7 separate regions of the Mus musculus genome follow, and regions 1, 2, 3, 4, 5 and 6 are each linked to region 7. The links are chromatin contacts, called in public Hi-C, HiChIP or PLAC-seq, Micro-C and promoter capture Hi-C maps. All regions are on one chromosome and are shown on one strand. Each heading gives the region's core, a stretch centred on a gene start, on an enhancer-like site or on the middle of the called end of the contact. The rest is flanking DNA. Distances are from core to core; before and after follow the strand shown. Region 1 overlaps Pakap (paralemmin A kinase anchor protein). Region 2 overlaps Pakap (paralemmin A kinase anchor protein). Region 3 overlaps Tmem245 (transmembrane protein 245). Region 4 holds the start of Elp1 (elongator complex protein 1). Region 5 holds the start of Ctnnal1 (catenin (cadherin associated protein), alpha-like 1). Region 6 holds the start of Frrs1l (ferric-chelate reductase 1 like). Region 7 holds the start of Ptpn3 (protein tyrosine phosphatase, non-receptor type 3).

Region 1 (3,372 bases), core at 741-3,240, 310 kb after region 7:
TGAGAGAAAGAGGTGACAGCTATTGATGGGGATGGTCCCTCAGAGGTCAAGAAGCAACAGAACGCAGATAAATGGCTAATAGTCTTTATTTATAAACAACACAATCTATGTTGAGTTTCTATGGATATTAAGCATAAGCTTGAGTTGGACTAGATGTGTCTTTCACTGACTCTGGAGAGTTGATACAAAGGTTCCAGGACTGCATTGGCGGCCTGGCTGAGATAGAAGACCCTACGCATGTAGTTGGTACTTACATCAAGGTATTTGATCTTGGGGACGAAGGATGGGATTAACCCTGATTTGGGACTTTTGTCAGCTGACCATAGGCAGAAGGAAGCTAAAAGTTTGTTAATGGTGTAGGATGAGACTTGTTGAGGCTACTGATCCACATGATCTTAGCTGAAAAGATGTGAAGGGAAACTGGAAGAGCTGTTGATAGATCAGGAGAAAAAGAAGTTGAGGATGGGGTCCAAGCAAAGATGTGGTGAGCACGAGCTAGTGAGAGACATGGAAGGATGAGAACCTGGCTGGGGTCTGGGCTGCTGCATTGGGACATTTCATTCGTGAGGAGAGGTTAGAGTTTGGCCTTGAGTGTAGGTGGATGAGGAGTGTGGGGATGGAAGCTATCAGAAATGAGTTGTCAGGGAGTCATGGCAACAGGACTTGTGTGAGTCACCCGGGGTGATAGCGGCAGCACTTCATGTGGATTCTATGAACCAACAGATGAAGTCACCAGCTGATATGGGAAAGTGACCAAAAGATCAGTTACAGAGAAGAGTTGAAAGGACCAGGGAATGAGACTTTTCTCATGAGGTCAGAGGGGTTGTCACATGGGAGTGTCATTAGAGAGTAAGGACAGTTCCAAAGCCACTTCCTGATCCTGATGCTAGCTGACTCAGAAGCCCACATTCTCAGGACTGTCCTACACTTTGTACCAAGTCTAAAACTAGACCGGTTTGCCCGGAGGGGAGTACTTCCCACTCTTCCAAAGAATGAATAGGATCCAAACTATGGACCTTACAGTCTTGTCTTAGCTGCATTCGGATAGATGCCTTCACTCAAATTGAACTGTCCAAATCGGTAAATCAGTATGTTAAGAACAAACCTGAGGAACGTAAAATGATTTGAACAAAGTGACATGCAGTACAGAGCTCCCTTAACTAATATAAGTTAAGCTTATAAGTCTATGGTTAAGATTTGAATTGCAGTGAGCATTTAAAATGTGAAAACACCCCAGTTGGGACTTGTGTGGCTGCTTGACACTCGGGTGCGGTCCCTGGCCTTTTGGCATGATGTGAGGCTGGTTTTAAAGTAGAAACGCGCTGTGCATAACCTTAATGTCCTGCTCTGGTGCACACTTGGCACCCAGGCTTGGTCCAGTGCAGAGAACTGTCAGGGTGGGAAAATATAAATAGTTATAAATCACAGAGAAAGCAAGTATAATTTTAAAATCTTAACCTTCTGTGATTGAAGAGTTCAGATGTCTTCATGGCTTAAAGATCTGGAAAAAAAAAAAACCCACAAAAATCAGAAGCCAGAGTGTAGAGGTGGATGAGGGACTTAGGGAGAAACCCGTCTCCCTGATGAACTGGACCCGAGTATACACAGTCCGTGTGTATCAAAGGGAATACAGGAAGCGAGTAGCCGGTGGCTGGCAGGGGAGGCTCAGAGGCCATCACAGAAAGCTTCATTCTGTGTTGCGACTTGACTCCATGTGCGGTGAAGGAGGTAGCACAGCTGTAAGCCAGCTGTGTTTCATTTCGGGTTGGAAACAGGGCCCTTTGTCCATTCCAAATGTTCTCGCCACCCCCCATCCCTCAATTTCACGGACTTTGGTTCTTAGTGGAAAAGTCGTTGACACACAGGTTCGCTCTTGGAAGCAGCTGCTCGAGAATTTTGGCAACCTTTCTGGATTGAATTTAAGCCGACGAGCCCATTTTGTGATGTGCAATAAGGTAACGAAGTCATTCAGTGGATTTCCCACACAGCCTGTGTCTTGGTAGCCTCACTGGGAACCAGGCCAGAGAAGGGTTGGCTTCCCCGCTGAGAAGAACATAAAGGGATGTGGCGCCCCCTCGTGGATGAAGTTTCTTAACCGCATTCCTCATATTTTGTCGGGATGAGAAGGCATATTAAAACACGCTAATGAGTGCTTCTTAACTGGGCTGCTATAAAAATGGGAGAAGTATAAATAAGGCTTTCAGAGACTATTTACTGCCCAGTCTTTTAATGGTGCAAATAATGACTGTGAGCGACAGCATCCTGTAACCTGAGGGCCTATGAAGAGTTATAACACAGAACGCTGCTGTCAGGGCTCCTGTCAAGTGGAGGGAGACATGCTGACTTTGGCACCACACCTGAAGAGGCCTCTGGAAATGCTGGCCTGGTCTATTTATTTTTAGCCAGGTAGTGACTACCCAAGAACTCATTTAACTAAATGTTGATTTTGTTCATGTTTCTGAGCTTGTGGATTTTGTTTTGTTTTGTGTTTTAATGCAAATCTTTGATTACCTGTATTATTTTCTAAATTTAGAGCCCTGGATGGGAAAACTCAAAGACCCCAAAGCATGCATGGGTGGTACACTTTGGTGCTTTCAGAATAGGGCACAGATATGGATGGTTCACAGTGACAGGCTTGCTATTGTCATTAAACCTTGAGTTTGGGCTGGGGAGAGAGTTCAGTGGGTAAAGCACTTGATGCCCACACGCGAGGACCTGGCCCCATGTAAAACTGGGTGTGGTGTTTCTGTGTCAGGATGGAAGGCAGAGGCAGGGAACACCCTGATGGCTTGCAGGCCAGCTAGCCTAGTAACACACAGAACAGCAAGAGACCCTGTGTCCGAACAAGGTAGACGCCAAGGGCTGATACTCGAGGTTGTCCTCTGACCACCATACATGCACTGTGATGCATATGACGCACACTGCCATACACGCGTGTACAGGTATACAAGTCTGAGACAGTTAAGATTGGCAAGGAAGGCACCCATCATGAGTCCTAATGTCAGAAAACTAATCACACCGTGTTTTAGAACTGAGAGGCAAACGTGTGTTAGTAACCGACTTTTCTGGCTTCTCCTGACAATGATGGCAATTCCTGGGGAACATTTTCTGGGACACATCATTTAAAAGCCCTGGAGAGAGAGAGAGAGAGAGAAAGAGAGAGAGAGAGAAAGAGAGAGAGAGAGAGAGAGAGAGAGAGAGAGAGAGAGAGAGAGAGAGAGAAAGAGACAGAGCAATCAATGCTAGATAGTTGCCATGAATCCCACAATTCCAAGTTATTCACTCATACTAAGTTAGCCAAGGCATGTAATACATTTAAAACTCACCTTGAAGAAAATTTCACAGAAGCTTCCACATTTCAGTAATTCTGGT
Region 2 (3,326 bases), core at 779-3,278, 480 kb after region 7:
GAAAGGCAGGCGCAGTGGCCTCTTCAGACCAGCCAGGACTATAGAGCAAGAGGAGTCTGTCTCAAAAGAGCCCAAGCAAAGCAAAGCAAAGCAAAGCAAAGCAAAGCAAAGCAAAGCAAAGCAAAGCAAAGCAAAGCAAAGCAAAGCAAAGCAAAGCAAAGCAAAACAAAACGGCATACTAGACAATCTCTAAATGCTAAGGGAAAGGCAGAATGAGAGTCAGGAAAGTCTGTTTGGTTTCAGACCCCGGGGACAAGGGACTGAAATATTTTTATATTTTACATACCAAGGCAGACCTGGCTTCCAGGTTCTCCCAGCATCCCTCAGTCCCTAACGGGCATACCCTGCCCCCAACCCTGAACTTTCCAGTCCAGGGGCTGGGCTGCTCTTCCCCCAGAGGCTCTTCCCTATATAATCCAGATGTTTTAGTCTCTCCTCTTCTCTACCCCCTTCTCTCTCCCTCCACTATCCTCCCTTCCCCCATGGTGACTTCCCTGGCCTTGGTCCTTGAGACCAGTCAAGAGCAGCTTCCCATTAATCCTGACTTTAATATAATCTAATCTGGTTTAAATTGGCTCTGTTCATCGGCAACGGAGAAGTAACCTATCCAATTCTCCCTGGAAGACTTTACGGGCTTCCCCAAGTCAGCGTTGGGGAAGTGTTCAAGCAGGAGAAAGCCCTTCTCAGAGGTGGTCTGGTTCCCTGGCCCGTAAGTGAAGACGCTTTTAGGGAAATCCCAGTCTGATTTCACTTCCCTAACCTGGGGAGGTCCCAGATTTCCAATACAAAGGAAGTTAGGGAAATGAAATCCGGCTGGGACTTGGACTTTTCTCCCGCTGTGTTTGTCATTCAAACAGATTTTAAGAAGTTGAGCCCCGGGCCTTGTGATTGTGGGCGGAGGAGGGGATGGCTAGGGCGAACTGGAAAAGCCCCAGGGACTATAAAGGAGTCAGACTTGGGAGGTTGTGGATCACCGGGAAAGCGCTTCCCTGGTGAACAGCTGAATCTGACTCCGCTTGATGTGATTTTTCCTCTGCAGAAAACTTGCCCTAAAGCTGAGTAAGACGCACAATAGCTTGCTTTTTGAAAATGCTGTTTTCTGTCTGGGCCATTTATGGGTATATTGGTGTCCTCTCTAAGGACTTCTAGACTGCTCGGTTTTCCAAAGGTCATTAACATTATTTAAATATTCATCGCGGGGGAGGGGACGACAGACTGAAATTTCAGACCTCTCTGAAATGAGGGATGGCTGGCCACCTGCCTAATGGAGTCAAACCCTGAGCCTCAGCTGCTCCCTTCCCCAACTCTGGCATTGTTAACAGACACGCTTTGACACCAGAAGCCACCGACCGACCGCTGCACAGCCACAGCAGCCTGAAAGATGTACAAACCAAAGATTTTCCAGAATATCTCTCTACCTGCATCTCAGCCTTTGGACCACATTAAACTCTTATTATAGCTAAGAAACACTTCCCAGCCAATCCCTCTATGTTCGCTCTAACCAAGGGCCAGTCAGGGCTTTCTCCCACACATACTTCCACACGCACTCATACACATACACACACACACACACACACACACACACACACACACACACACACACACATATATATATATATATATATATATATATATATATATATATATATATATATGTATATATATATATATATATGTATATACATGCGGCAACGCCTTCACAGACACCCACCCATGCACTAACTCAGACACGCGGCGCCCTCCCCAGTTAGGAAACATTCTCTTGCCACCTCTCCCATCACTTCGGTTTCTCCATTCATTCATGCAGGCATACATACATACATGCATTCATTCACCATTTCTTAGGGCTCATGTTCTGTTCCAGCTACCAAGAGGAGGTATGGGTGGATGGGGAGGAGCAATGAAAACGGAGGGCGGACCACCGGCCTGGAGTGGGGCGGGCCCGGATGGGTGGGCGGGGCTCCCGGGTGCCAGGCGAGCCCAGAGGCTGCTGCTCTTGGCAGATGCGCTGGCCCCAGGTTGGGGCTGTGCCGCGCCTTTCCCTGGACGTTGGGAGCAGCAGGCGGCAGCCGCACCACGCTGGAGCGGAGCCGGAGTACTGCGCCCTCGGAACTGGCGCCTAGAGGTGGGTGTTCAAGTTGGGGCGTGGCGGTTCGGAACTCGGGCTAGAGCGCTCTCCGGCACTGGGAAAAGGTGGATTGTGAGGGTCTTCAAGTCTGTGTCTAGTGGATCCTGTCTGGGAAGCTATTCGAGCTAGAAAGGTCCTTATGCCTTTGAATTTTTTAGGTTTAGGGCATGGCCGGGCTTATTCAATACTTACATATGCTTTAAAAAATAAACAGCCCCACCTTCCGCCGAGATATACAGGAAAAACGGTGAAATCAAATGTGGCTGTGCAAAAGAGCCAGTAGAGGTAGACGAAGCCACCGAGGTCAGTTAGCCAAAAACTCCTGCCTGCTGGGGTGGCAGTGCTGGCGGCATCTTTAGAAGTCTATAGCTTTGCAAGGAAACTGAGGCCTAGGGTGCTCAGCCGGAGCACTTTTGGACTGGAGTCTAGGCTGCTGAACTTCTTAGCTGATGGAGGAAGCAACGGTTCTGAAGGTCAGGAAGGTTGGAGGGTGGGGGCTCGAGGTGAGCAGGATCGTCTGTCCTGAGGCTCGGCATTGAGGAGTTCGAACTGGGGTTTCATCTCCAGTGAAGCCCGGTTGAGAATCTGCGAATACTTTGAGGGGAATTTTAGGAGCAGGTCGCAGAGGAAAGTGCCACCTTTAAAGTCCGTAGAGGAGGCACGCTGGCAAAGATAAGAGCGGAGAGACTCTGGCAGCCCTGGGAAATTCTAGAGAAAGCCAGTGGATTAGAAGAGACCGAAACGAAGCCCGTGAGAACGGGAACCCTCACTGGAGAGCAGTGGCGCAGGTGGCCGGATGAGAGCGGGTGAGGGTCGGAGCAGCCAGTGATGAGCCAACCGGGCTGGGCTAGCAGCTGGGTCGCCGAGCTACACAGCACAGATGAACACACTACTACTCACTAGGCCCGACAATCCATCATCCCAAGCATGTGTGAAAAGGATGACAGTGGGTTCTCTCCTCAGACCCGGTAGCGTTTGTCCCCAGAGATTGCATACTGGGGACTTTGACAAATCAGCACCTTCCCCCGTGTCCATTCCAAGCCCAGTGGCTATAATCCAGCAAATTTACTACTGGCGTTTGCCTTTGAAAAATTGATTTTATGTGCCGTATTGTATCTTTTGAGTCCATGAACAAGTTTTACTTCTCTCTGGAAGCTCTTTTTGTCTCAGCGCGTGCTCACAGGCGCCTGGAGGCTGA
Region 3 (3,497 bases), core at 155-2,654, 390 kb before region 7:
AACAAAGGCTTAAGTTCTCACTGCTGGAATGGGAAGTGAAACTCTAAAGTTAACAAAGTCCTTGTCTTGGTTACGGTTTTATTGCTGTGAACAGACACCATGGCCAAGGCAAGTCTTATAAAGGATGACATTTAATTGGGGCTGGCTTACAGGGTCAGAGGTTCAGTCCATTATCATCAAGGTGGGAGCATGGCAGTATCCAGGCAGGCAGGCAAGGCACAGTCAGAGCTGAGAGAGAGTTCTACGTCTTCATCCAAAGGCTGCTAGTGGAAGACTGACTTCCAGGCAACTAGGGTGAGGATCTTATACCCACACCCACAGTGACACACCCATTCCAACCAGGTCACACCTATTCCAACAAGGCCACACCTCCAGATGGTGCCACTCCCTGGTCCAAGGATATACAAACCATCACAGTCCTATAGACCCAATCACCCGGTAAAGCACAATGCTATTACTAGTTACTATGGACACTTAATCTAAAAGAACTTACCTTAACAAACCAAGAGTGATACAGTCTGTCCCACAGTTCTAGAACTTGCTTTTCAATCACAGCCGTATTGTTCACCTTATCTCCTAGAATTTTGTGAAGCTAGAAGAAAAATACAGGTACAATCTGATTGATATTTTTAAGTAATTTAGTATGATCAATACATGCTGGGTCTTTGTTTTGTTTTTAAATGCCTCCATGTTCCAGTAAATTCTCCCATCTTCTCTCTCATCCTCCCTCCCACTTCTCTTCCTGGGTCTCAGGGTACAAGAGAACAAGACAAATGCAAACACACTTAATGACCTAGTTGGCCTTACCTGTCCAGTGGAAAGCCTTTCCAAAGCAAGTCTAGATAGAGCTTAAGTCTTGCATTACTCCAATTAAGGGTTGCCTTAAGACTCTTAAGTAAAATTTAGGACCTTACATACAAGCACAAATCTCTCCCTGAGTCTGCTGAGACAGGCAGGGCTGGCAGGACAGACTTCTGGGAACCTGACACAGCAGGCACAACTTACACTCAGTGTAGTGTCTCATCCTATTTCCTTATTAGAGACATTTGTAAAGCTCAGAGCAAAGAGCTCAGGAGGAGATCACTTACCTTGCTCAATCCCTAGCACAGGCCAAAAGGGGGGGGGGGGGCACTTAAGAGATTTTGATTTTTGTATGTATAAGTGTATGGGCATACATATGCACAAATGAGTGTCAAAACCAACGATGGACACCGCGTGTCTCCCTCAGTCATTTTCCACTTTACTTTTTGAGATAGAGTTTAAATTAACCTTGAGCTCACCAGATTCAACTAGACTGGCCAGTCAGCAGCCCAAAGATGTTACTGCCTCTATTTCTCAGCACTGGGATTGCAACACAGGGATTACCTGTGGCTGGCTTTTCTTTTGTTCATTTGTTTTGAGATAAGATCTTTCTCATTTGTAGTCCAGGCTGGCCTCCAACTCACAGAGCCCCACCTGCTTCTGCCTGTCCTGGGGTTAAAGATGTGGGCTGAGCTTCATTTACATAGGTGCTGGGGAACAAACGCAGGTCTTCAGGCTTGCAAGACAAACTGCCAAATACTTTACAAACTGAACCATCTCCCTAGTCTCAAAACAACTTTATTTTATTTTATTTTATTTTTTGGTTTTTCATGACAGGGTTTCTCTGTATAGCCCTGGCTGTCCTGGAACTCACTTTGTAGACCAGGCTGGTCTCGAACTCAGAAATCCACCTGCCTCTGCCTCCCGAGTGCTGGGATTAAAGGCGTGCACCACCACGCCAGGCTCTCAAGACAATTTTAAAAGACAAGCATTGGATTGTAGTTCCATTTTCTTAAAATAACTGCTTCCATTTTCCCATTTTTTTCTATAACTTCCTATCCATTCACAGAGATGAAATATAAAATCTGTGTTTTTTTAATCATAAGCATTTCTATCTCTAGTGTTTGTCACCATCTTACATTCAATGGTGTTGTGTTCATTTATTAAATTCACTGCACTTAGTCACTACTCACAGGAGGATATATAAACAGTCCCAATTTTTAAGGCAGTCAGCATCTTCACATATGGTTCACGATTCGTATCCCCAGTGTAAACTGAAGAGTCGTCAAGGCAAGTAATGGAGTGCTGTGCACTGGCCAACAACGCTCTAAGGAGTTGTGTAAGTACTGCTTTGGAGTACTGCACAGGACACCACTTTCCCCAAGGCAGTATGAACTAACTGAAAGCCTTAAAGATAATTCAGCAGGCTTTAAGTGGAAACCGTTATTTGTTCTTCATTCCTTTAATGATGAAAGGCTAATTCTCCAAACTGGTTGACAATATGCATTTAGGTACTTCTTTGCCCACATGATGTTGGCCTTATAAATACCTGAACCAGTTATATCTGGTACAAACCGCTTATAAAAGTGGTTTGCTCATAAGCTAGACACAAATTATTCATAATAAATATAAAAGCCAACTATCTCTGAAAAACATTTTATTTTTCAGGTTAAAATGTTGTGACATTTATCAGTATTTCTTCAAACTTACTACCTTAAAGGCCAACACTCAAAGGCTGTTCTATGACCTCCACACATACAGCCGCCTACCCACCTACACACATCTATACCCTCTATCCCCTTCACACAAGAAAGCACACATAGTCAATCACATACACCATTCACACACACGTCACACTTGAAATAAATTTACCACATCAGGCTGATCTATATAACAGCTAATGAACAACTGATGGCTAATATATACTCCCCTTCTGTCTTCTAAGTCAGAACCAAAAACATTTCCTGACTTTTGATCCCAATGTCCTCATTTTTTAGGCTCTTGAACAAGAGGTTACATAGTTATTTCTTTTCTGTAAGTAGCCTGAAATTTATTTTTTAATCTAAGATGTAAGGTGTAGTATTCACCAAAATTCCTTTTATCTTCTTACCTAAAAGGCAAGAATGTCAGAATAAAAATTTCTCCAATAAATAAATCTGAATAAAATGCTATGGCTTTATCAAAATAACACATTTATAGAAAGCTGCAAGCTCTTTGCAGAAGCTGACTCTTCCTCCCACGACAGTTCAAAGATCTATACACACATACTTATCTCTTGCTTGTTCAATTTTTTTCCAATATCATCATGTGCCAATTGATCAAGCGTCTTGGACAGACATAATAAACCTGAAAGACAAACCTCTCAACTCTTAGTGAGTTCTTTTTCATAACTTGGGGTGTTACTTTTTTGCGTTTGTTTTTCGAGACAGGGTTTCTCTGTGTAGCCCTGGCTGTCCTGAAACTCACTCTGTAGACCAGGCTGGCCTCGAACTCAGAAATCCGCCTGCCTCTGCCTCCCGAGTGCTGGGATTAAAGGCCAACACTGCCTGGCTATTTTATTGTTTTTGAAGATTTGTTTTATTGTATGAGTGTTTGGTGCTTGCAGAGGACAGAAGGTGCCAAATCTTCTGAAACTAGAGTTACAGAAGGCCGTAAGTCGGTGTGCAGGGGCTGGGAGCCTAACCCAGTCCTCTGCA
Region 4 (3,297 bases), core at 7-2,506, 500 kb before region 7:
TTCTTTTAGCATGAAAACCGACTTCTCTAAATTGTCATTCTGACACTGCTCACTCATTTAACTTTTTGGAGTTACACAGTCCTGTAGTTTTCTCAATGCTTTCAAAGTTAGGAAACATCTTCCAAATGTTTCTAGGATCATAATCTGCTAACAGCCTTCCTTTGGCACCTCCAACTGCACCTCCCTTGACTCCACCCACACATGTTCTAAGAGGTGCTTTCATACAACTTTGATCATGTCCCAAAATTCTGACCATTGATCCACTTTCTCCCCTACCTTCAGGCTTGGTAGCTCACTAAAGGGAAGATTAGATAAACCTATATACCTTGTAAATGAACAAGACCAAACTAAACATTAAACTCACATTAAAATCAATCCTGATATTATCATAAGCTGACCCTTACAAGCATATGAAATGCAACCTGAAAAACAGAGAACCTGCTGATCTCTTATCAAATAATAGCTCATCCTGGCTTGGGACTTATTGTCATCTCTGTTTCCACAAACTAAAATTTGTCTTTGTCTCTTTTTCTTTCACTTACACATCGAGATATTTGCTGGTTATATATCATGGTTCTCAATACGCAAACGAATCCTTTACACAATACCTAAGATCCGTTATGTGACTTACAACAAAACCTTGCCAAATGTTAGGCCCTAAAGACAAAAGACTATAAAATCACAGCCATCACAGAAATCCCGGCTTAGGTACACCAGGTAGGGAAGCACGAGATACACTACTTCATAGAAAAGTCCCAAATGCGAGCGAGAAGGGACCCGCAGCACAGCACAGAGGCCTCTATTTACCTATCACCTTCCACGACAAGCTGGTAGAGGTTTTATCTACACGCTACAAGGAAACCCGCAATTGGGGTACCGGACCCTCATCCCTCGCAGCGCCCCAAGACGGCCCCGGGGAAAACGTGTACAGAAAGCATCCGAAACTCGAAGAAAGAAGAGGTCCACGCCCGGCCCGCCGGCGCGCGCAGGCAGAAGCGCGTGCATCTCCCCTGCACCAGAACAGCCCTGGACAGCAAGACCAGGCCGCACACAGCGGCTCGGACTGGGACGGGCGAATGCTCACCTACGACGCCCTCGAGGCGGCTCCGAGCCCTCACGGCGCACTGGGTTTGGAAAGGAACCGCCGATGCACACGGGAGACGAGAAACACGATCCACTGAAGGGCGAAACACGCCAGGTAGCACCAGAAAGGCGGCGCGGACGTGGCGTCACCCGCGAGGCGCGCTGAGTGACGTCACCGGGTGGGTGTGGCCAGACGCGCCTCCTCAGGAGCTCGAGGGTGCTCAGAGGGTCCAGGGGATCGGGGAGCCCTCACCCGGCAGAGGCAGGACCTTGCTGTCTGCTGTCCCTCAGCTCTTTGACACCCGGTTGTTTTTGCCCCACAGTTGGGCTTTGGCCCAGGATCACAGGTGACTGGGGTCGGGGAGGGAGTTTGGCCGCCAGCCGGGGAGTCGCGCGCGTGCGCACGACACCAACCGGCTCCCACGCGCCGGAACTACGCTCCTGGACTAGAGGGATGGAAGAGCTCCGCTGCCCCGAAGCCAAGCTGGCGCCACCAGAGGTAGTCATAGCTACCGAAGCCCCGCCACCCTCCCTTGTGGATCGATACTTCACTCGCTGGTATAAAGCGGGTAAGTGCGGGATGGTGGTGAGCTCCGCTTTACCGCACGGGTGCAGGCACTTCTGCCACGCGATGCAAGCCACCCGTGCTCTTCCCTGAGCATCCTAGTCCCAGGAATACAGATTTGCGCTGATGAAGAGCTAAAATAGGCGCTTTCCTTCGTGGGAACCGCAGCGCCATGTGTGGGTTGTTTGCAGGAAAGGACGTGAACTAAACTAAGGAACTCCGCGTTGGTCTATCTGGGCTTTCCCCACACTACTAAGGGTTGGTGTGCTTGGAGGGATCAATCCTACGCCGAACCGGGAAGAAACCTTAGGCATGGAGAGAAAAATTAAGAAATGTTAAGGAAGCAGTATCTAGTGTTAAGAAGAAACTGTGCATATTGTCCACTGGACGTTTGAAATAGGCTTCTCTGGTGTTCGTTCTGCCAAGAAAATACCGATACCACCTTTGGGGATCCTCCTCTAGCCTCTATTTTAGCCTTTTTAAATTCAGGGAAACCGGTAGACCCACATATAATATTTAGGATAAGCATCCTAAATTCTCTTTAGGACTGAATTTAAAAAAAAACGTGTGATTTTTGCATACCATCAAGACAGCCTCACAAAACACCACCATAATGTCAGCAATGTGGCGCTTATAATAGTGTTTCTCTAGGTGTACTCATTTTAAAGTGACAAGATGGAGGAGCTAAGAATGTTACCTGCCTTAACACTGAGTAAAGGATTCTATGTAAATTAGGCCACTTAAAATACTTCATAGCCTTTATTTACTTTGCCCACTGTGCTCAGCTTCGCAATGAACAATCTTCATGAACCAAAGGAGGTAATCACGTGGTAAATGCCAGTTCAACAACCTGCGACTCATTTATTCCTCTAGATGTTAAAGGAAAACCCTGTGAGGACCACTGTATACTCCAGCACTCCAACCGGTAAGCAAACCGGGAATCTTAAACTATCAACACTTTCCTTCTGGTAGCTAGCCTGGTGCGGTCTTGGGTCGGGTATGAGCATTCATGAAACTGTCTTCTGTGGTGTTGAAACGGTGTTATAGGAGTGTGTTGGCAAGTCTTGTTCAGTCATATACTGTTTGGCCAACCTGCACCAACCACTGTACTGCTGGACCTAAGGAATGGTTCCTTGTGGAGGCATATGTCATGCTCTGTGTACACAGTCTTGCCTTGCTTCTCTGCTATCCCCGCTTACTAAAGTCTTGTGGTACTTTTCCCTTCCCGGGAAGGAGATTCAACTCTCCTTTCTCCTCTTGTTATTAAGCTCCCCGTGCTACACTTAGGCTCCAGTCTCAGCAAAGAGAAGGAGATAATCGGACTAGATGGAGGTCAGTGTGGATAGTCATCTCTCAGCAGGAGGATGTGTGTTACAGGAGGAGGGTTCTGACCATGCCTTAACACAGGACTGACTGTTTCTCTCCTTGTAGAATCTGTGTCATCACACTGGCAGGATCCCATCCAGTTCTTCAAAGTGGCAAAGCCATTCAAAGGATTTCCTATCAGATCAGTAACAATTGCAGCAGACTTGAGAACAAAGTATCTGGGAAATTTAAGCGGGTATGTTTCTGTAATTCTGTGATTTTTCTTTTCTCCTGTGATTTTTCTATTCTCCTGCTATGATGGATCCAGTCAGCCGTAAGACTTT
Region 5 (3,261 bases), core at 179-2,678, 440 kb before region 7:
ATGCATGCATTACTCAGGAAGACAGAAAGCCACAGAGTGCCAGGTATAGTCACCATTGCTCCATTAATCACAGGATGCAGGGAGGAAAATGGGGATATTTACTTCATTAGCATTAGAAGAATTTCAGAAGCATATAAAACTACAATTTTCAAATATTTTTGCGACCAGGCTGGAACAGACAGTATTTAAAAGTCTATGGAATAGTGACAACCTCCCTTTCATTAAACGTGTTTATGTAAGGCATTGGTGGACAGGAGTTGAGGTTGTTGTAAGAAATCATCTTTTAATTTGGAGTCGGATAAGATAATTTAAGATTCTTTCTACCTCTAAAATCTTGGTAATCCTGGCATGAGTCACCAAGGTGTTACAGGCTTAGTATGAGTCACACATCGCCAACGCACAGCCAAAGACAAAATTCCTCCCTTGGTGTTTGGCACAGTACCATAGCTGTAGATGAGGAATTCTAGCCCTCGGGTTATGTATACCTCAGCTCAGAGAGACAAACTTTTTTTTTTTAATTAAGCACATCCTAGCTGATTCTAGACTTCTTTTATAACTCAAAATATAATAATGCACTAATCCCAACTGAGACCTTGCAAAAGGTGTGCATCAATCAGGATTAAGCACTCCTTCCTGTCACTCTACAGAGTTCTAGCAGACAGAGGTGGTGGGCAGGCAAATGACAGGGAGAGACAGGACAGGTGGCCGGAGTGGGTGGGAGTTGGGCGAGCCCACACATGACCAAGGGAACAGGACAAAGGCCTTGGAGAACACGCTGGAGTAAGAGGCAAACTGGAATGCCTTAGTCTGCACCCAGCGCCTGGGTCTGGCCTGCGATGCGGACAGCGACAGCGGCGGCCGACTGAGCAGCGGCCGCCAGCTTGGCTCTGGAAGTCAGAGAACCCCATAGGGGTCCTACTGACCCGCGGCTGGGCCTCACTCGGAGCCACTGGGCCAGGCGGGTCCGGCTGCCTAGGCCGAACAACGCACCTGCTGGGCTCCAGCGCTTCCAGCGCTTCACCGCGAGCCCAGGAGTAGCCGCCCGGCTCTGGGCCCCCACGCGAGTCCCGCCGTGCCGCCGTCTTGCTCGCGCAATGCGGGACAGCGCCGCCTCCCGCCCCGCCAAGCCGGACCGAGGAAAGAGCGCCCGCCGCCATCGCGGGCAGCGCACACGGGGACCAGGGGCCGCGGTACCTGAGAAACCAGGGGCAGAAGAGTCTGTTCCACCGAGCGCGTCCTGATCTCCAGTCCCGAGTCGAAGGTGAAGCCAGCCGCGTTGGAGGAGTGGACAGCTCCCGCACCGCCACCGCCCGGGACTGGAGAAGCGGCCATGGCCCTCCACCGATAGCACAGCGCGCTATCCGCACCTCTGCCTGCCCGCCAACCAGCCTCCGGGTTGCCCGCCGCCTCGCCGCACCGAGGCCCCACCCCTACCCTTGTGCCACTACTTCGGCCCCGCCTCCATGCGACCCTGGGCCCGTATCCCCGCCCCCAGGCCTGTACCACCGCGCGGGCCCCGCCTTCGAGGCCACCCAACTCTAGCTAGTTCTGCCCAGCACCCTAGCCGAGCCCCCTCTACGTCCCGCCCACTGACCCATAGTCTGGCGCGTAGCAGTCCAGGATCATCAGCTCCGCCTCTAGGGTGGCACGCCCCACCAGCTCCGCCCTAATACCTGGGCGGCCCCACCCATCCACTGCCATAGTCCCACCCCGCGGACCCGCCCTCTGGCCGCCCCTGTGCCTCTTTCCTCAAGGGTGAGTTCCAAAGCCTAATTTTATCTAGAGCAGGCCACCCGAGAGCCTCCACAAGTTTATGTGGCCTCTTACCAGAAGACAACTGTCCCCAACAAAGCTTTCCACCAAATCCATTTGCCTCAAAAGTCAATTCTGATTTCCCGTAAATATTTCTACATGTTTTTATGGTGTTGAACCTCTGCCCTGGGACTGAGACATCAATTACACTTGTAACCATCTTTCTTTCAATGGCTTCCGAGGAAAGACAGTCCCATTTCGCCTCCACTTCTATGTTCTGATTGTATCTCTTACAGAGTTGAAACATTTGATAATATATTCACATATCTTGATACTCAGCAAGAAGGCAGTGTATCTTGCAGTTACCTTTAGAATTCACCTTCAAGAGAATCAAAAACAAAAGTTTGGGCTCTGGCTAAATAATACCTTTTAAAAACTTGTAACATTGTTTCTAATATTAGCCAAGAACTAGCAGCATGTTAACTGCTCCTTGAATGAAAAGATGTGTCTGACTGAAGTCACTTAAGGCTAAGAATCCATTCTCTCAGCCCAACCATGAGCTCACACAGAATCCCTGTGGTGAGAAGAGGTGCCAAAGCGCCTTTTCCTCCAGTTTCCAGGAACAAAGCCAAGGAAGGCATTCAGAAGCCTGTGTCTTAAGAAAGATTCTACACTGACCTTAGGAAGGACCCAGCGACTGACTAAGCAGCACAATAAAGCATTTTTGAAGGACCATAGCTGCTAATGAGCACACGTGGGGGCAAAAAGGAATCTGAGACTGGCTTTCTTCATCAAGTTAGGCTGATGGATTCGGCTTGCAGTGTTGGAAGGGAAGCTGAAGGACTCAGTTTCACCTGCCCAAGCAGCATGGGCATCTCCGGTAATGGTATAAAAGAGCTCCTGAATTCAACTCATCCTCCAATTCTTTTTTTCTTGTAAAGTGTGTCTACACGTGGGCATGTGTCCGTGAGGGCAGTGCCTGAAGGACAGAGGCATCAGATCTCCTGGAGCTGAATTAAGGGGGTTACCAGCCGTCCAACATAGGTGTTAGGAATTGAACTGGCTCCTTTAGAAGAACAGTATGCACCCTGAGCTGCAGAGCTTTCTCCAGGCTCCTTCTCCCAACACTTACCTTAACCCTCTCTCACGCCTGATCTACAAGGCTGCCTCCCACCAAACCACTGAGGACTTCTGCCTCAGCTATGGACTCTTCTGGCCTCTTTATGGTGTAAACACTTACTCTGCAGACAGCTTCCCTCATGTAAGATGACCCAATTTCATAAAAATACTGGCATCAGTATAGATAGTGGCACCAAAGGTAGGATACCCAGGGAAAGTCTGGACAAAGTTCAAATTCCTCAAAAAGAGGAGGCTAAGTTTATCACCGGTTTCATTCAACATTTGTAACTTTATTTCAAAATATAAATATTTTACATTTTACAAAGATCATCAACAAGTTGTGAAAGCAAATTAAAGCTAAGAAACGGCATTTGTGTAATAAAGAATATT
Region 6 (3,691 bases), core at 329-2,828, 310 kb before region 7:
TTTCCAATATTATTGGAAATAAATATATTTCCAATTCATTCTCTCCACCTTCCTTAATATAATAATTGTATTATTTTGAAGTGGATACTGTATGTCTTTTTTAGCTACAAGATTACCTGTCCCCAACTCCTTTACAGCTATGTGTGACCACATGGCTAAGAAACTAAAATCATTCTATGGAACTTCTATCAGAGTAGCATCCTTAATAAGTAGGCAGTCAGTATTTTCTCCCCACTTTGTCTTTTTCACCCTCTGGAAAGTGAAGGTAGTGAGTGGGGTTCAAGCAGCTACTTGGGGTCATTAAGCTATAAGCTGAGAATTACGAAGGAGCAAAAGGTCCCTAAGACTGGAGACTTCATGCCAGCTTTGGATTGTGGGGCTTCTAGATTTCCTTGTGTGAGAGAGAAAATCCTATCTTATTGATGATATTAACATTTGTATGCTGCGTATAGCTGAACCTCATCCTCATTAAGAGATATATCCACGAACAGATAACCTCATTTCAACCCTCAGCTTGATTCTTGGCTCCTCTTTGCCAAGCTTTCCGAAAGCTGCGGAAGTAAGAGACCAGTTTCCATTCCTTTTATCAGAATGGCTTTGCCTTTTGTACTCTTTGAAACAGCTCCTCAGGGAAGCTGGCGAAGAAATCTCAGTCTCTGGGCCCAGATGGTCCCAACAATGGTGGCTCACACTAGGAGACTACAAGTGTGGTAGCAGCAGATGTGGGGTGGACTGGGGAGGGAGCTATGACCCATCTCTGGCGCCTGGGCAATGAAAGATGGAGCGACAGTACCTGTAAATTTAGGTTATTCCAGACCTACCAGGAGGTAATTGTGCAACGGTTGTCTCTAAGTTGGGTTTTCTGCTTCCCGCCTGCTGCCCTGGGCTCCGGAATTCTAGTCCAGATGGCGCCTCCTCCATTGCAGGAGAATGGAGGAGGCCAGACGCTGAGAACTAGGGGAGCATAAGCTTAGCACCTTCTATCCACAGCCTCGCAAGACTTGAGACTGACTCTCCCGGCCCTAGTCTCCCCACGTGTAAAGAGGGGAGCGGGCGCTGACAGCTCCTCCAGACTTCCCTCCTACAGGCTGGGTCAGAGAGCCGGGCTCCCTACTCTAGTCTCATCTGTGCCCATCTGCCTCCACTGACACCTTTGCGGACCCTTCCTGCGCCCCTCAACCTCCCACCCCCAGGTCGCCCCTCACCCTCTGGTAGCCTCACCCTCCTCTGACAGGTAGCGCAGGTCGTAGAACTCGCTGGCGAAGGTGCCGTAGGAGGAGTCGTGGCGCGGCACTGCCTCGTCCGCGCCCGCGTCCCCTCGCGCGCGTCCCCGGGGTCCCCGGCCCCCCGGGCCCGCGCTGTCGTCCGCGGGGCTGGCATCGCAGGCAGCGATCCCCGCCAGCAGCAGTCGCAGGAGCAGTGGTACCCAGGCCGGGCGCCGCAGGGGTTGCCCCGCCATCGCTGCGCACGGATCCCGCAGCCAGGCCGCTCCGGCCGCAGCGGGGACCCCGCGGGCGCGGGCCGGGACCGAGCCGCCGCCAGCACGCGCCGCGCAGCCGCGGAGCGCCCGCACCCGCCGCCTCCCTGCCTCGCTCTGCGCATCCTCGCTCCAGCCCCGCAGCCTGCCCCCGTCCGCTCAGCATCACCCCCTCCTCGCCTGACGCTCCTTCTTCGCGTCCTTCTTTCTATTCTCCCCATCGCCCAGTCGCCTCCAGATTTGACCTTTCTGGTCCCTGGGTGCTTAGTGTGGCCCGCTGATCTACAACATCAGCACCACCTGGGAGCTTGCTTGTATCGCTTCAGGCCCCACTCTGGATACACAAAGCAGAATTTGCTCTCTTACTCAAATCCCCAGCATCCAGTTTCCACACCTTATTAGAATGACTGTCGCCAACATCTTGCTCCTGCAACTTTTCGTCCGGAGAAAAAACTTACTAGACTCATAAATTTCTCTGGATCATCACAGAAGGAAGATGAAATCACAAACTCCCACTATCTACGTAGTCAAGCAGATATCAGAGACAGTGTGGAAAGTGTAACTTAAGACCTTGGCAAAAGCCACAAGTGCTGGAGTATAACCTGAGCCTTTCAAACTAGGCAAATGGTTTACCCAATTTCCCCAGAAGCAAAGTGCACAGACATTAAGTGAGCTAACCATGTCTGATAAGCACGACGAATCTCCACGTTTTCACATCAGCTTGTAAGACACTGCATTATTTATCTGGCCATTCATTTGCTCAATTATATACACAGATCCCAGGTTTGTCTTTAAATGACCCTTGTTGGGGTGGTGACAACTAGTTGTCTTCTGCAAGAAATAGTGACACTATCTCTTCCTCGATGCTACTTCAGAACCTTGCATGTAAACCTTTCTTCTGGTTCTTTTTTTTAAAAAAATGCATAAAGTAAGGAAACTGCTACTGAGGCAGAAAAACAGATTCCAAATGCACACCTAGAAGTCAGACTGCCTGGGTTATCAATAATGACCAGTGATCACTAATTCCCAGGATGTAGTGCATATTAAATAAGACCATGTAGGGAAAGGGTTGTAGGGTTCAATGTCACTGATGTCATAACCTTGCACAGAACTATGAAATACTGAGAAGCCAGTAATTTCAACTGATTTTTAGCCCAGTGGCTGGAAGACATGGGAGCTGTATCGGGATGGGAGATGCCTTGGGAAATCCAAAGGCCAGCTGTTCATTATTGTATATAGCCGACAGGTCATCAGAAGTTAACTATGTTAATCCTGCCAGGGTCTCACACTGAACCTGAAGCTCACCTCAGCTATGCAGGCTGGGCTGGGAGCTTGGGATCCCCCTGTCTTCCCAGCACTGGTATTATCGACATGCTGCCGCATACTGTTTTTTATTTGGGCATCAGGGATTTGAACTCAGGTCCTCATGTTTGCACAGCCAGTACTTTACTAACTGAGCAGTCTCCTGAACCCGGACCTTGCTGGATTTACCTGTCTAGTGAATCCCTAGGATCCACCTCCCTCTGCTTTCCACCCCAACACTAGGGTAATAGAGAAATGCTGCTGTGCCAGGCTTTTATGTAGGTGCCCAGGGTCCCAACTTCATTTCATACAGCAAACACATCACCCACTAACCCATTTCCCAGTCCCAGTTAGTCACTTTTAAAAGAAGAAGCATTTAATTTCATTTTCATTTTTAAAAGACAGACAACCTTTATTTCTCTTCTCATCAAAATAATTTCTCAAAAGGACCTTTTTTTTCTGTTATAAAACATCCCCAGATTAGTGCTACCATTCAGTATCCAACCAGGAACAGATGTGCCCTGCCTCTGACCGCCTGGTGTATGTCATTTTTCACTTTGAATTTCATAAGATATAAAAGCTGTGATCTTGGAAGTCCCTCAGAAAGTTAAACATAGAGTTGCCATATGATCTGGCAATTCCAAGAGGACCCAAAACATATGTTCACACAGAAAAATTTGTGTATGACTGTTCATAAAATTATCGTTCATAATAGCCCCAAAGCAGGAGCAACCCAAACATCTGCCAACTGAATAAATAGATAAACAAAACATAGCATCCTCATCATCTCCATTATTCAACCACAAAGACAGAATGACGTCCTGATACATGCGATAACACAGAGGAACCTTGAAAACATGGTTAAATGAGAGAAGCTGATCATGGAAGCCCACATACTATATGATTCCAGTT
Region 7 (3,262 bases), core at 172-2,671:
CTGCTACTGGAACCTACTGAGCAGAGGCTTTTGGGCACTCTGTAATGCACAAGGAGCAGCCACCACAAAGAACGATCAAACCCGCTGTGAGAAGCTAAGAGACCCCCGCTCCCCAATCCAAAAACATAAGGTTAAGCATGAGAGCTTTGCAGAATATGCATCTTTTTCCCAACCAGGATTTCCAATTCATCCGCTTCGACATTTGCAAGATGGATCATCTTGCAAAAATAGTTCTTTCTGTGAGGCCCGAGTGTCAACTTCTGGAGTTTCGGAACTCACAAAGACTGCCATTAAACAAGAGCAGCTCACCACCGCTCTGTGGAGTTGCTTTTTTCAAAGCCTCAGCAGACGTTCTCCTGGGCACAAACACAGACCCAGAAAATGACTGCCTAATTCTACCTTCCTGACAAAATGGGAGCCATGAGGGTCTCTAACTGAATTAAAATCACATCACGCCAACTGCTCGCTTGCTTTATGCCGGGCACGGAGCCAAACACCTCCACACCATTTATCCTACTTAATCCACCACCAACCAGGCGAGGTGGGCATTATTGCTGCCTGCGTGCAGTGGAGGAAATGGAGGATCAGAGAGGTTAAACGACTCGTCCAAGGTCACCAGCTGGCCAAGGGGAAGAGCCCAACTTGAACCTAGGTCTAGAGTTTCCCAACCACAAGTTCCCTGTACCTTCACGGAACACCCAGGTGTCAAGTTATCTTAACTTCTCATGAATTTTTTAAAGGCAACCCTCAAGTTCGTAATAAGTTTAGGAGGCAGCAACCGGGGGCGGGGGTTTCCGGGCGCGCTCTCTCCCTGCACAACGCAGCAGTGTCACACCGCAAGTTACCAGAGAAGCCACCCCGGTCGCCCGCGGAACGGGGCGGATTGGTTTGGCACTGGAGTTCGTGCCAGGCCCAGGAAATGCCATCTTTGCAATCTGAAGGGGAATTCGCCCCGGGTGGCTGAGCTTCGGGGACCGCGGAGAGCTGGATCCCCGCAGCGGTGCGCCCCCTCTGCCGGGCTGCGGATACCTCGGCGCCAAGCCCAGGGCTCGGCCAGACTGGAGCGCACGCCCACGCCCGCGCCGCTGCGTCCAGAACGCCCAGCCTTTTGCCGCCCACGCCCGCGCCCCGCCCCAGCCCCGCCAGGTGATCCGGGCCTGCGCCCCCCGGATGCCCGACGTGGCGCGGAGACCTGGGGCTACCAGCTCAACCGCTAGTCCTCCCGCGTGTCCGCCGAGCCCCGGACCGGGTGGGGGTTGGGTAAGCCCCGCGTGTCCGCGATCGCAGCAGCCCGCGCTCCGACCCTCCCCGCAGAGGACCCAGTCTCCCATACCTGCAGCATCCGGGGGCGCGGGGCGCCCAGGTAGGTCGCGCGGGCGGGCGGCACTGAAGCTCGCTCGCGCCGCGACCTGGCCGCCGTCTGAGCATGCCCAGTGCAGCCCGCGGGCGGCTCCCGCCGGCCCGGCTGTGGCCGCGACGGGCCCGCGCGCGGGGCGGGGGACCCGGGACAGGGGCGGGCCCGGGGCAAACTCGTGGGACGCTGCCACTGGCCTCCGCAGACCACCTGCCAAACTCCCGCAGACCTCCAGGTCCCCTGGCTCACGCACGCAGCCATTCGTGCTTTTAGCATTTATTGAACACCTACTGTGTGCCTGGCTTTCCCGGATTGCATGCCTAAGAATGGCAAGGGCTTGGCGCTCAACGAATCTGAAATGACAGCGAGCCTTGCGCGGTGGCTTCGTGGCTGAGTTGGGGGTCTCGCTGACTCCAGCGGCTCCGTGGCTGAGTTGGGGGTCGCAGGGCTCCTTTGCTGGTCCTAGGACACCAGGCAGGTTAGCCCTTCCCAAAGCCTATAGGGCCCCTAGTGGCGGGCGTTCCAGCCGGCCTCTTCCGCCTCCTCCCACACCTGTCTTCCTGCGCTCCGACTGCACCTTCCTCCCCATCATACCCTCTGAACTTGACCCGCCTGGAGACCTTTACACTGCCTTTCCCTCGAGGTAGGACGTCTTTTGCCCTGCTTTGCTGGTGTTTCGAGCCCTCTCACCATTCAGGTGCCTCTTGTAGGAGAGACCTTTCTGGCTACCTTTCTAAATTAGCCCTGACCTCTTGCTCCCTCTCCAAGTCCATTACCGCACTCCAAGCATGTATCACTTATCCATTCAACAGTTACTTACGTTCTTCACACTTAATATATAGACAAAATCTCTGCCCCTTGTTGGGAGTTTAGAAGGGACTTTCTCGCAACAAACAACAGGTCCGTAAACAACGCAGGGTATTAGGTGATAAATTCTAAGAACAGGGGAAAGGAGCCAGGCAAGAAAGATAGGGGGTGGCCCGGTGAGAGCTGGTGGAACAACCAGATCAGGTGACAAATACCATTCAGTCACGCAGCTAAACAAGGAAGCTTTCTTGGGACGATAAAGCCGGTGCAAAAACAAAACAAAAACAAAAACAAAAAAACCTCAAAACAAAACGAGCGCAAGCTTTGTGCCCGTGAAACGGAAGGGCGAGCGGAGGGGCTGCTGGAGTATGTTGCCGGCTGTCTCTCGCGACTTAGATTTCCCCCTTAAGGAGTACCTCCCCTCTGTGTCAGCTCGGTAACTCCGCCTCTCAAGAGACCCAGCCTCTAAACGACGCTTGGCTTCCAGTAAGAACTAAAAACGTTTTGTTGAATGAATATGATAACAAAAGGATGGAGAGATGGTTAGGATTCTATGGTCGGACCTGGGTGCTAGATATCCCGAGAACCTTTTGTTCCCATGTCACCACGAGACCCTCAGCCGTGCCTGACTTCCTGGCTTAGATCCCGGTCTCTGTCCCAAGGTAGTGCACCGCTGCAGGCGCCGCCAGAACCTCGCGTCCGGGGAATTCCTACAGAGCCCGGAGTCCTAGGGGTTGCACTGTCCTGGCCCCGCCTAGGATCGCACGCAAAACCTGGAGCTCGGGCGCCAGGGCAGCACTTTTCGGAGTGGCGGGGAGAGCACTGGGCATGCTCGGAGCCATGGGAGCCCAGCGTCCGGAAGGAAGAACCCCCAGAGGGATTGGCGAAGCTGCCCACTGAGTCCCACCTGGCCGTCAGTCTTCTACTTCCCTGCAGGGAGTACTGGGTCACCCTCCTCCCCCAAGCATGGTGGGAAGACTTGAAATTCAGAGACAGCTGACTGAACACAGTGTCCTCTACCAGCTGCTGTGTGATCTGCTACCAAAGCCTTGCGCTCTCTGTGCCCTAAATAATACAAATGCCTACGCTTGGATCCGGGGG

Evidence for each region. Promoter capture Hi-C pulls out the DNA fragments that hold promoters and counts their contacts. A called contact is a pair of places that touch in the nucleus more often than the background predicts. HiChIP or PLAC-seq counts read pairs in DNA pulled down with a chosen protein or histone mark.
Region 1: a promoter capture Hi-C map of hippocampal neurons shows a contact between it and region 7, with 2.9 times the contacts expected there. The contact joins the enhancer-like site here to the promoter of Ptpn3 in region 7. A contact is called at or near these places in 6 of 39 promoter capture datasets (the 3T3-L1 cell line, 3T3-L1-derived adipocytes, cranial neural crest and 2 more), 1 of 15 datasets of contacts at CTCF or cohesin (the NIH/3T3 cell line) and 1 of 115 datasets of contacts at active chromatin or transcription factors (astrocytes).
Region 2: a Micro-C map of embryonic stem cells shows a contact between it and region 7, with 3 times the contacts expected there. The contact joins the enhancer-like site here to the promoter of Ptpn3 in region 7. A contact is called at or near these places in 4 of 484 Hi-C or Micro-C datasets (embryonic stem cells and pancreatic cancer cells) and 2 of 115 datasets of contacts at active chromatin or transcription factors (embryonic stem cells and pancreatic cancer cells).
Region 3: an H3K4me3 HiChIP or PLAC-seq map of embryonic stem cells shows a contact between it and region 7, with 9 read pairs. The contact joins the enhancer-like site here to the promoter of Ptpn3 in region 7. A contact is called at or near these places in 4 of 39 promoter capture datasets (cranial neural crest, frontonasal cranial neural crest, maxillary cranial neural crest and 1 more) and 4 of 115 datasets of contacts at active chromatin or transcription factors (bone marrow-derived dendritic cells, embryonic stem cells and forebrain).
Region 4: an H3K4me3 HiChIP or PLAC-seq map of embryonic stem cells shows a contact between it and region 7, with 18 read pairs. The contact joins the promoter of Elp1 here to the promoter of Ptpn3 in region 7. A contact is called at or near these places in 3 of 39 promoter capture datasets (cranial neural crest, hippocampal neurons and liver), 1 of 484 Hi-C or Micro-C datasets (embryonic stem cells), 6 of 115 datasets of contacts at active chromatin or transcription factors (embryonic stem cells, forebrain, pancreatic cancer cells and 2 more) and 1 of 9 other capture datasets (adipose tissue).
Region 5: a Hi-C map of nephron progenitors shows a contact between it and region 7, with 4 times the contacts expected there. The contact joins the promoter of Ctnnal1 here to the promoter of Ptpn3 in region 7. A contact is called at or near these places in 2 of 39 promoter capture datasets (cranial neural crest and embryonic stem cells), 3 of 484 Hi-C or Micro-C datasets (embryonic stem cells and nephron progenitors) and 6 of 115 datasets of contacts at active chromatin or transcription factors (astrocytes, embryonic limb bud, forebrain and 3 more).
Region 6: an H3K27ac HiChIP or PLAC-seq map of embryonic stem cells shows a contact between it and region 7, with 4 times the contacts expected there. The contact joins the promoter of Frrs1l here to the promoter of Ptpn3 in region 7. A contact is called at or near these places in 11 of 39 promoter capture datasets (3T3-L1-derived adipocytes, the C10 cell line, cranial neural crest and 7 more), 9 of 115 datasets of contacts at active chromatin or transcription factors (bone marrow-derived macrophages, craniofacial prominence, embryonic hindbrain and 3 more) and 1 of 9 other capture datasets (pancreatic islet).

Annotation. Positions count from the first base shown.
Region 1 is chr4:57,605,706-57,609,077 of GRCm38.p6, forward strand. The region is part of intron 2 of Pakap (paralemmin A kinase anchor protein); the gene reads left to right. Among named protein-coding and RNA genes, the nearest start is that of Gm52699, 15 kb to the right of the region's middle. Within about 2 kb of position 1,991, at least 78 of the 459 cell types and tissues checked have an H3K27ac peak or open chromatin away from gene starts, as enhancers often do. A contact at or near this core is called in 3T3-L1-derived adipocytes and hippocampal neurons, where this site is marked.
Region 2 is chr4:57,780,198-57,783,523 of GRCm38.p6, forward strand. All of the region lies in intron 7 of Pakap (paralemmin A kinase anchor protein), which reads left to right. Among named protein-coding and RNA genes, the nearest start is that of Gm35099, 26 kb to the left of the region's middle. Within about 2 kb of position 2,029, at least 207 of the 459 cell types and tissues checked have an H3K27ac peak or open chromatin away from gene starts, as enhancers often do. A contact at or near this core is called in embryonic stem cells and pancreatic cancer cells, where this site is marked.
Region 3 is chr4:56,905,722-56,909,218 of GRCm38.p6, forward strand. Tmem245 (transmembrane protein 245) reads right to left here. Exons shown (of 18, transcript NM_001369260.1): 11 at 494-592. Among named protein-coding and RNA genes, the nearest start is that of Gm22300, 6.2 kb to the right of the region's middle. Within about 2 kb of position 1,405, at least 6 of the 459 cell types and tissues checked have an H3K27ac peak or open chromatin away from gene starts, as enhancers often do. A contact at or near this core is called in embryonic stem cells, where this site is marked.
Region 4 is chr4:56,801,075-56,804,371 of GRCm38.p6, forward strand. It overlaps Elp1 (elongator complex protein 1), which reads right to left and starts at 1,257. Exons shown (of 37, transcript NM_026079.3): 1 at 1,085-1,257. It overlaps Abitram (actin binding transcription modulator), which reads left to right and starts at 1,255. Exons shown (of 6, transcript NM_001081420.1): 1 at 1,255-1,652; 2 at 2,522-2,573; 3 at 3,080-3,209. The coding sequence starts at 1,538.
Region 5 is chr4:56,863,783-56,867,043 of GRCm38.p6, forward strand. Ctnnal1 (catenin (cadherin associated protein), alpha-like 1) reads right to left here and starts at 1,429. Exons shown (of 19, transcript NM_018761.3): 1 at 1,195-1,429. The coding sequence starts at 1,332.
Region 6 is chr4:56,988,813-56,992,503 of GRCm38.p6, forward strand. Frrs1l (ferric-chelate reductase 1 like) reads right to left here and starts at 1,579. Exons shown (of 5, transcript NM_001142965.1): 1 at 1,222-1,579. The coding sequence starts at 1,459. Epb41l4b (erythrocyte membrane protein band 4.1 like 4b) reads right to left here. Exons shown (of 25, transcript NM_001355492.1): 25 at 3,160-3,691.
Region 7 is chr4:57,298,948-57,302,209 of GRCm38.p6, forward strand. Ptpn3 (protein tyrosine phosphatase, non-receptor type 3) reads right to left here and starts at 1,422. Exons shown (of 26, transcript NM_001384115.1): 1 at 1,334-1,422. It overlaps Gm12536 (a long non-coding RNA gene), which reads left to right and starts at 792. Exons shown (of 3, transcript XR_003955208.1): 1 at 792-1,363; 2 at 2,824-3,262.